Linked DNA regions of Triticum aestivum: region 2 is linked to region 1. The links are chromatin contacts, called in public Hi-C maps. All regions are on one chromosome and are shown on one strand. Each heading gives the region's core, a stretch centred on a gene start, on an enhancer-like site or on the middle of the called end of the contact. The rest is flanking DNA. Distances are from core to core; before and after follow the strand shown.

Region 1 (5,313 bases), core at 1,489-3,988:
TTTATTTTTCATAAAAAAGATAAAAAATTGCACCATGATCAGGAAGAACTATACAAAGAACCTTGTTCACTAAGAAGACACAAACAATATACACTTACACGGTGAGATACCACCGAATGAAGCTATGATTGGGCCATAGCTGAAGGAAAAGTGATACCAGACATTGACGATGTGAGTACCGATGCCGAACAATGCAAAGCCTTTGACTGGCGGACCACCAAATCGACGGTGCAGAAAATGAGCCAAACCTCAGCTCGGCTATCTCCTTCTCCTGTGCCATCTGCCACCAAACTTGCACCATAAACAAGAAATCGTTGGGCACATATCTAACAAAATAATGCATTATTTCATGTACGGCGATGTGACGTGCATAAAAGAAGACAACGCTCCACTGTTAACTTTGTTTGGTGACTCCGCTGTTAATGACTTAAAAAAATGAAACAAAAATAAAACCGAATAACCTAATTAGCAAAAAGTAAGAAAGTTGACAGAGGGCTCGGGGACGGCTACACCTCGCCACGGGTCTACCTCTGGTCATGCCAGACATAGCCACCATACCGTCGCCTCCGCAGGACCTCCCTGTCCCAAGCTCGCTCCCATGTCATACCTCACCACAAGTCACGGTTGCGCCGGTCCATGGCTAGGGGGAGAGATAAAATGAAAAAAAAACACTCGCAGATAAATGGACCCTGCATGTATTGGAGATCTTTTTCTAGGAATGTTCGGAAAGGAAGGGGAGCTCTCCCACATGAGTATATTCCTCAAGTTGTAATTAGTACAAGACCGATACAAAAAGTGGTCGAGATTCACTGACTTAGGGTCAATCATATGTGGGCCATTTGGTTTGCGGCCCCATATGTCGTGACCCTAAGTCACCTGACATTACATCCAATCTGAGCCCTAAAGGAAGTGTCAGGAATTACATGGACACACATATGTGTGAGGAGAGGAATGTCCTCTGCGAGAAGGCAAACTCCTTGTATCAATGCTTAGTAAGTCTATGAGACCAAAGTGTATTGGAGATCTGTTGTGCAACTTCGTCTGCGGGTAGTTTCTGTCATGCAGCGTTGCAGCTCGAGTGCGAGTGGTGTTATGTCGGGGCGGCGACCCCGGAAGGTTGTGCTCGTGGACCACATAGGGCACGCAGGAGTGGATGGAAGTCGGGGCGGCTGTCCAGACAGTTCGACAACTTTGAATGCGTTGACCTCGTGTCGCATGGGTTGCGAGGTTGCTCTTGAGGTTGGTCGTTGGTGTACCGTGGGTCACATTGAGCACGGGTCCAGTGGAGTGCAAGCATCTTCATCATTGTGGGAGGGTCCTGGGTCTGCTCCTCCTATAGCAGTCGCAACTTCTTCTCGGCAATGTGGTTGGATGCTGGCTAGTTCGGCAGAGCGGGTCACAGTTGACTTGTATGACTTTGGTTGTTGTGTTGATGTGATGTTTGTCAAGCCGTCGCCGAGAGTGGTTGTGGGCTTGTAATGTCGTTGTTCGAGTGGACATGGCTCTGTTTGTATCAGTTTTTGCCCAGTTTCCCGTGATTAACTAGGCAACAACCATCTTCTAATTAATGAAAGGGGCGAAACTTTTGCCTTGTGTTTCGAAAACACCTCTCCACTAATAAAAATTGATATTGGAGTAGTCCAATAGTACCCTATTGCACATGGAACATGGAGCTGTAAAATAAAAAAACAAATTAAAAATCTCATTCTTTTAGGAAACACTGACAAATGCTTTGATAGCTTGCAAAGTTTGAACATCGCATGTCATTCATGAAAAACATGGCAAAAGAAATCAATGCTCCAAAAGTTTTATTTTCAAAAGCATTTTGAAGCATCATCTTTTTGCCATGTCTTCCACGAATGTCATTTCGTGATGAAACTTTGCAAGCAATGAAAACATTTGTCGATGTTTATACTAGTACAAAATAAATTCAGATTTTTTTTTCAATTTTACTGTTCACTTGAGCTCAGGTGAGATCGACATCGAGCCGAGACAAACACTTTTGAATTATTGAGAAACAGCTAGAGACGACACGGACAACTTGCATAAGGATAGAATGTAAAGCAGAAGTCAATTGTTTTTAAAGAAGAACATAGCAAAAGTGATCCACGTGGTGTCCATAATTAATCGCTCGTGTTGTTTAACGATGACGCCAGCATGTACCTACTAGTACAAACACACAAGTTGCAACGTCGGCAGTTTAAAAAGACACGACGACTAGGCGGGACGCCGGCGGTGGCTTTTCCTGAGCCCAAGCACGCCGAGCAGCGCCCTCACGATGCCACCCGCCGCCGCCGTCCACGACGACCTCCTCCCCTTCCGCTGGAACCGCGAGTGGTATGACGGCGGCGGCGAGAGGGGCGGAAGCAGCATCGCCGCCCCACCGCTCGATGTGGTGGTGGAGATGGGCGACTCCGGGGAGACGGCGTCCGCGTCCCTCTTTGGCGTGCCGGGCGCGGACTCCCAGAGGAACGGCACGGCGCCGGCGCGCAGGCTGTAGTACACCCTGAAGGACGCGTTCGTGAGGCTCGACCGCTCACTCAGCGACGCCGCCCTGCCGTAGCCGCCGCAGCCTCTCTCGGTGGCGGTCGGCCGGAGCGCGGGCTGCTGCTTCGAGCCCATCCCTGCTCTGCTGCAGAGGGCCTGTCCCGTGGCGTTTTATAGTACGTAGCGTGGCTTTGGCTTTGCTCTGGACTGGAGCTGCTGGAAGGACCCAGCGGTACAACAATGGATCGGAGAGCTTGGGTTTAATAATGGAGTGCGGTACTACGAGAGTGTGATTTGCAAGCCTCGGTTTTATTGACGACTGACCACAAGCCTGCATCCACTAATAATGACCAGCTGACGCTGCACCGTCAGATTGGTCATGCTTAATTTGTTTCTTGAAGCTTTACTGCTTAACCATCACGATTTATTTCTCCAGTTCACTTCTGTGTAGTACTACTGTACCACTTACTTTCTGACAATGCACCTCACCTAAAGCACAGCAAATTAAATGGATTGAAAAGAGACAGGTGAATCAATCGCCCAACTGACCAAGTGAAAGCCACCCGGCCGGACCAAGTCGTAAAGAGCAGGAATTTGTACCTAGTAGCTCGCCCGAAGCTTTTGTCTGATGCTGAACTTGCTGCCCGTGCCATGAATCGTTCTGATCCAAGTGGAAGAGAGGTACCGTCTCTAGTGCACTTGAGACGTGACCACCTCCCTCCAGTTGTTACTACTTGTTAGTCAATGCTGCAGCAGGTTAGGTTAGCTAACCTTTACTTGAATGTCAAGATCTCCAAAACTAATTACAATATATGTGCCTAATTATCTCATCTCGTTTCGACAGGGATTCTGGAACATAAATAGATTCGTGTTGTTTGACTTTCCAACAGCTCATAGCAAATAAAACATGGCATATTTTAGCTATCAAACAAACAAGCATTCTAGCACACTTCTTGTTAATAAGAACATAAAAAGACAATGTAAAATATTGCTTCGATTGACAATCATGAACCAACTAAACACCTTTTGTCTGACTGTAATTCTGAAATATTTCTAAGATTGTTGGGGCTGCACAACAACAATAAGATGCACCAGGACATGATAAATGTGCACACCACAACCACTACCAAATTGTAATGAACTTCATGTAGAGCTTCAATCAACAAGAAAACAGTGGGATAATAAAATAACATGCACACATGCGATTTATGTTAGAGAGCCTTGAGACGAGGAGTAAAAAACCAACGGATCAACCATTCCACTTCTTCCACTATAACAAAGTAATGGGTACAATCTCTAGAATCTCTAGACAACGACAACAATAACAATAATCGCCTGAAGCTTTGTACGTATCAGCAATGTAGTCGCCTGAAGTTTTGTCTGACGCTGATCTTGCTGCCCATGCCATGAATTATTCCTGCTCAAAATGGCAAGAGGAGTACCGTTTTCTCGCGCGCTTGACTACCTCTCTCACAGTGTTACTTGTTAGTCAATGACACAACAGGTTAGGTTATCTAACCTAGTATATTTGATTGATTGATTGATTGCTACAAGTAATGGTTAAGTTAATCAAGGAACCTCCAACTCCAAACCATGAATCAACACCCAACAAATCGGGGCCTTTACTTGAATGTAAAAATCTCCAAAAACTAAACCATGGAATAATTAAACGACGGCGAGTCTAGGCGGCATGGTGCAGCGCAGTCTCGGCGTTGGACACCGTTTTATGGGCGCGCGCATGAGGGTGACACGGTCTGGCGCCGTGGTGGCATCGACGACAAAAGGGTCTGGCAAATTAATGCACCGATCACGCCTGAAGATGGGACAACGACAGATTCTAGAGCATGCACATCGCTTGGTTCTCCTAGCTACTCGGCGGGCGGCCTGGTGAGGCCACCGGTTTTCATGGTGTGTGTGTGTCAACAAGAAGTCTGAACTCATCATCAACCTTGTTGGTAGGGCGACAATTTTTGTCAGGAAGGTGACTTTGAGCCGATTCATGTATTTATTTTGTAAGACTTTGTTGAAAAATATAATAAAGATGGTTGTGTGCATCGCTAGTTGCAGAGGCCAGGAGTTATCCTTCTTTTTGAAAAAAAACATTAAGAGCGTGATGCACCATTCCATCCAAAAACAGATATGCACAACACAACCCCCTCAATTTGTAGTAAAATTTTAAAAGAGAGCTTTAACCAACAAATAAGCAACTAAAACACAAAATAACATGCACATGTGATTTATGTAGAAAAATTTCCTTGAGAGAGATGAGGTGTAAAAACCTCAAGGCCAACTTGTCCACTTCATATCCAGAAAACAACAACAACCACAACTCTTTCAACAATCTGCTAGCTTGACAGAACAATGACCATACCAACTAATAAGAGGCATGATAAGCAGTTAGTCAAAAATGACACGGTTTGTGTCTCGTTCGGTAATCATTTTATCTCACAAACCACAAATCCAAACAGCAAAAAATTGGTAGGCTAGCAGATCCACAAGTTCTCAGCAAACTTTCAAAATTTCACCTTATCGGAAGCCGTTTTACTACCAAAACCAGCTTCTACCAAAATCGCTTCGTGCGGAAACTATAGCGGCTCGAACTGACAAACTCCCTCTCAAATTTGATGTTCCGAATAACCAAAGCTCAAACAAGCCAACCAGATCCGAGCAAACATTATAATTGTAGGACGAGCTCACCAAGTTTGGAACCAACCACCTTTGACCCTCTAATCACCAGCTTGAAAACAGTCGGTCCAAAGCTACCAAATGTGGACATATTCATTTATCTTTCTTCTTCTTCTCTTTCTATTGGGTTGTGGTGTTCTT
Region 2 (5,313 bases), core at 1,510-4,009, 240 kb after region 1:
GCTTGACAACCAACTGTTCGAGTGATTAGCAGCATGTATATTCAGACGGGGAGGTCACGAGCTCGACTCCTCACCAGGGCACTCCATATTGGATTTTTACGCGATGTGCTTCGGCTCCTGTCATCAGGCCAGCCCAGTCACGGTTCCCTGTGCGCGCTCTATTGGACGCGCCTTGAACCCGGCGGGCGAGGTGCAGATGCACCACACTAGCTCACCAAGCATTGCTCGGTTTTCGAAATTTCCAATCTATCAACAAATTCAGTAAAAAGGATGATTTATTCTGCTAAGGTACACAACAGGAGAAACATCTTAAAGTCTCAGTATTATACATACATACATACATACATAGCCGTGACAATAGATTAGTAATGTTCACGAGGGCTCATCTTGTGCAGCCATCACCACGCATGATACGACAACGGGGGGCGCATAATTCATAGCCCGCGAGATGGAAAACCCAATACATAAAACTCACGTATATATCACCATTGCATTAATTGATAATGATATTAATCGTATGTATGTATATATGCTCCGATCGATCTTATTGCGCTGTTCCTTCCTCAACAGTCCCTCCCTGATCAGCATTGAGCATGCAGCAGTAGGCAGCCTCAATCGTCCTTGTCTTCAAATATATCGAGAAGGGAGAGAGCCTCGGTGATGCTGAGCTCCAGCCGGAACTTGGGCCCGTCGTAGTGGTGCAGGATCGGGCGGAAGGCGTCCTCCTCCAGCGGGTCGCAGATCTTCCTTGTAGCCACCCGCACCTGAATTCATCGACCGTCGCAAATTAATTAGCAAGACATACAGAAAGATTAAGTACAGTACTCCAAGTTAGGATTGTTCATCCCTAAATTTGTTTAGATGCAAAAGACCAGTAGAAGATTCGGTGTTGTTAATTTAAGGCATTAAGTATTGTACATCTAAGTCATATGTCATTGATTTTACGTGAAGAATCGTGCAAACATTTCCTTTTTCTTTTTCTTTTTCTTCCTAGTTTAACTGAGTCACTTAGATGTGCATTGTAACTTCAGATACTTTAAGCTAGTGATCTTGTTTGGGTCCCTAAAGCGAAAAAGTAATCATGTTTGAGCCCATTAAAAAAAGTGATCTTGTTTGAGTCACCCTCTAGAAGAACCGACCGAGCGTGCGTTGACAAGTGTGCTTGTTCTAGAAGAACAGGTGGTTGGCCTAGGATTGACCGGCCAGCCTAATCTGAGGTGAGGTTGTTGGACAGTCACTAGCAAAAAGTTATGCCCACGATCTACTAGGTTCCAACTAAACAAGACAACAACATCCATCCGTTCAATAAATATAAACTAATTGATTGCTTGCTTTTACTCGTCATTGATCTGATCTGATCTGATCTCCTTCCGGTTCAAGCTAGCCTTGCAATTGGCTCGCCAGTAGTAGATATCTCTAGCTAACTTGTGTTCGTAGAATTATATTGATATCAACTTAATAAGTAGCTTAGCAGCGCTCTGCCATGGCGAGTGAAGGTGAAGGTACAAACCTGTGCAGGGAAGCGAGACTCGCCGTTGCACTTCTTGTCCTCCCACGCCGCCGGGTCGATGTTCGCTCCGCCAAAGCTCGCAGCCTGTGCATGCGATTCAGTCAATTCAAAACTTATTTGTCATCAAATTGCAAACAAGAGAGCAAATTAATTTGATCATTCTGATTAATTTTACCTCGAAGATGCCGTGGAGCTGATGGGTGGAGTAGTTGTAGAGGAAGAGGGGCAGCCCCGGCCTGATCGCCCTCACTGAATCTCTGTATCTGGATGGCAACCCTGCAAATCAAAGCAACCAAACCGTTCGTCACTAGATCTGAGCTGATTAAATTAGTTTAAGAGATGACTTGATTTTCTCCTGAGGATCAGGTATAACTAATTTAATCAGAAGTTAAAAGAAAAATTAAAGAGAAAAATCTTGCATACCGAAGAGCTGCCTCTTGAGGTTCTCCTCCATGGTGTCGTTGTTGCAGACGAAGATGTAGCCGCCGATGGGCTCGTTCCGGGGCAGCGCCTCGGACGCCGGCAGCGTCTTGAACCGCTTCTCCGAGGCCGCGCCATGGTTGTTGTCCCCTCGCTCGTTCTTGGCGTGCTTCTTCTTGCCGTCGGCAGCGCCCTTCTTGCCGCCGTAGCCGCTGAAGTTGTTGTTGCTGCTGTTGTTGCTGGCCGGCCTGCCGATGGACTTGTTGAAGTAGCTCTTCACCCCGTCGTTGCCGCCGTTGAAGTTGCCGTAGCCCCCGCCGCCGGCAGCCATCTTGTTGAGCCCGAAGCCGTTGTTGGTGGCGTTGTTGGGCTTGGCACCGTATAGGCCGTTGGCGTTGCCGTAGGGCTTGGCGTTGGCGTCGGCGGCGGCGGGGAGGCTGACGTTGTTGTAGCGGTCGGCCTTGCTGGTGGTGGTGGCGCCGAAGGCGAGCTTGCCGGACCCGATGAGGCCGGGCCCGTTGAGGCCGTTGCCGTTCATCTTGGCGGCGTTGTTGTTGTCGGGCGCCGGGGAGGGGGAGAAGAGGTCGGCGTTGCGGGCGCGGGGGGCGGCGTCGGCGGGGGACCAGATGGAGTCGCCGAGGGAGAGGCCGGAGAAGCTGGCCGTCTGGAGCCGCAGCTGGTCGCCGAACTGCCAGAACTCGCGGTCGTAGCCCTCCATCGCCATGATACGATCTCCGCCGGCTGCTGCTGCTGCGAGTCGAGCTGCGTGGGTTGCGGGATGGAAAGGAAAATGGAGGCCGTGGGCGGGGCGGAGGGGCTACTTTTATCGGCCGCGGGAGACTGGCGGTGCTGGGTGCGATCTGGTTGGTTGGTGGGGTGGCCGATCAAGTTGGATTGCTTCCACTGGAAGTAGCTTCGACTGGACCTAGTCGTCTGCTCTCCTGTGATGTTGTCAATTGTCGCCGTGTCCGGTGGGTCACGCAGGCACTCGGACGTGGCCGTGTCGTCGGGGGAAGCTTCGCGGAAGGCGCGCAAACCGCGTCCGGCGATTCATCCCATCGGGGCCGCGATGAGGGCGACGGGGATTCAATGTTTCGGTGGGATGGGAGGAGACGTGGAGGCCCCGGCCCGCCCACGCGGCTTTTTTTGACTCGCTGCTCCAGTTAACTTTCCTTTCTTTTTTGAATCCGGGTTATCTTCTAGAACATGGGATAGCTTTGCTTCTACTCGTGCCAACTTTTCCCACCAAATTTCTCACTGCTTCAGCGCTAGACTCAAAACTTAGGGCTCCTTTGATTCAAAGGAATTTTATAGAATTTCTGAAGAATTAAAATCCTTACAACTTTTTTCATATGTTGGTCCTTTGATTTTTTTGTTTTTGCGGGGGGTTGGTCCTTTGATTCACATGACTGAATCCCATAGGAATTTTTTTCTATGAAATCTTTTGTACTACATTTCATGGGAATCTAACATCCACTCCAACCTTTTTTAACAATTCCTTTATTTTTCCTGTGCCATCAAACACTCATTGCTATTTCTATAGGATTCAAGTGGGCATGCCACTCCAATCCTATACTTTATCTATTCCTACGTTTTTAAAATCCTACGAATCAAAGAGGCCCTTAGTGATAACACACAAAGCTCATACGATGGTAACTCCCCTGGGTGTGGTAGGAAACATTTGTATGTTGTGTGTGTGTGTGTGTGTGTGTGTCTGTAGAGATAAACTGTAGTTTTATCGTTTATGCCTCGTTGCCACTAGTTGTGTCCCATTACTTAGTTTTGCCAATAGGAATTTTAACTGCTTAAAAATGTCATCGCTTCGTTAGGCGCCAGCTAAAAAATGCCACTGGACACCATTACTGTCAGCTCAAATTTCGTTTGTCATGTTATAGTGACATAAATACCTATAGACCAACATGTCAGCTCTCCTTCTATCTCACTGCAATAAAATGTGGGTTCCACTTGATCCCAACAGCGTTCTTATTTTCCTGTATTTTTTTCGTTTGCTTACTCTTTACAAGTGGGGCCCACACTTAGCATTGTGAGATGGAGAGAACTGACATGTGGGTTTAGGGGTATTTTTGTCTAAAAATAACGATGTCTGATGACACTTTTGGGCAAACATCTAACGGAATGACGGCGTTTTTGAGTAAGCATCTCATCAAACGATGGCATTTTTTAACAGATGTAACTTCTAATGGTAAAATTGAGTAGTGGGACACAACTAGTGACATGAATGATAAAAAAACCTGAAACAAATGCTTATTTGTGTAGCTAACTCATTTTTGTGATGTCGCTAGACATCACAAATTACAAATAGCATCACATTGGCTCTAGACTTTTTCTGATTTTCTACTGAACTGTATGATGAACAATAACGACCTCGGATTTTAGCCCTGAACTCTTCCGAGTCAATGGGAGCTGCTCTCAATACCGGTCCTGAATATTAGAAAGCAATTCACTTTATATGCTTATTATCAAGCTTTTTCATGCCCATCATTTGTTCAAATAACGAATGTGCAGCTAGCACGCAAGCAGACATGCACATGTACTCTCCATTAAGCTTGGGGAGGCTTCTCCAATTAATTAATGCTTTGCCTAATCATCCCCTTAAAAAATTGAATACTTGATATCTTTTATAATGGACTAACAAATGCTTCTAGGGACTTCCTAGATTGTTGTGCTAGTTGTGTTTTTAGGGAACGAATTGTTGAAAAGGCTGAATAACTATTGAATAATATATTGAGAAATGTCAATGACTGGACACTTCCTGAACCACCACCTAAACCAACTCCGAAGAAGAGAGGTATTCAATTCCTCAGTCCATAAGATATGCAAGAAGCAAAGAAATCTATGAAAGAAAAAGGGTATTAAAGCTGAAGATGTTAATAATTTACCACATATTAAAGAATACATAGACTAGATACGCAGACACAGGTATTAAAGGTAAATTCTCTTTATAGATTTGATTAAGGTGATATTCCTTATAATAAATCCGCTAGTCAATGTCTGGATGAATTTGATAATTATATTGTTAAGCAAGAATAGTTCAATATGTATGTCAAGAATCAATTGAAACGGAATGCTGTCATGATTGATCTCTTGAGTGACTTGATGTTTAGAATTGCTAATGATGTCAAAGGTCTAGGTAAACATGCATCCATGGTTCATACTTAGTTAGAATCTGTTGCTAAGTCACAAAATGATTTGCTTAATGAAATAAATAATAAAATGAATGATCATGATGTTAAAGTAATGACTAGAGGAGGTAGAATGACACATGAGTCACTATATCCAGAAGGTCATCCTAAAAGAATTGAGCAAGACTCTCGGAGAATTAAGATTGATGCACCTAGTTCATCTAAGAAGAAAAAGGAAAA

The links. Hi-C and Micro-C count contacts between places; a contact is called where the count stands out from the background.
Region 2: a contact with region 1 is called in a Hi-C map of leaf, with 8 times the contacts expected there. The contact joins the promoter of LOC123123437 here to the promoter of LOC123125943 in region 1. A contact is called at or near these places in 3 of 5 Hi-C or Micro-C datasets (all in leaf).

What each region holds. Positions count from the first base shown.
Region 1 is chr5D:523,063,181-523,068,493 of IWGSC CS RefSeq v2.1, forward strand. It overlaps LOC123125943, which reads right to left and starts at 2,739. Exons shown (of 1, transcript XM_044546382.1): 1 at 2,034-2,739. The coding sequence starts at 2,622. The coding sequence ends at 2,218.
Region 2 is chr5D:523,304,415-523,309,727 of IWGSC CS RefSeq v2.1, forward strand. It overlaps LOC123123437 (B2 protein), which reads right to left and starts at 2,760. Exons shown (of 4, transcript XM_044543939.1): 1 at 1,934-2,760; 2 at 1,686-1,786; 3 at 1,511-1,594; 4 at 258-764. The coding sequence starts at 2,654. The coding sequence ends at 612.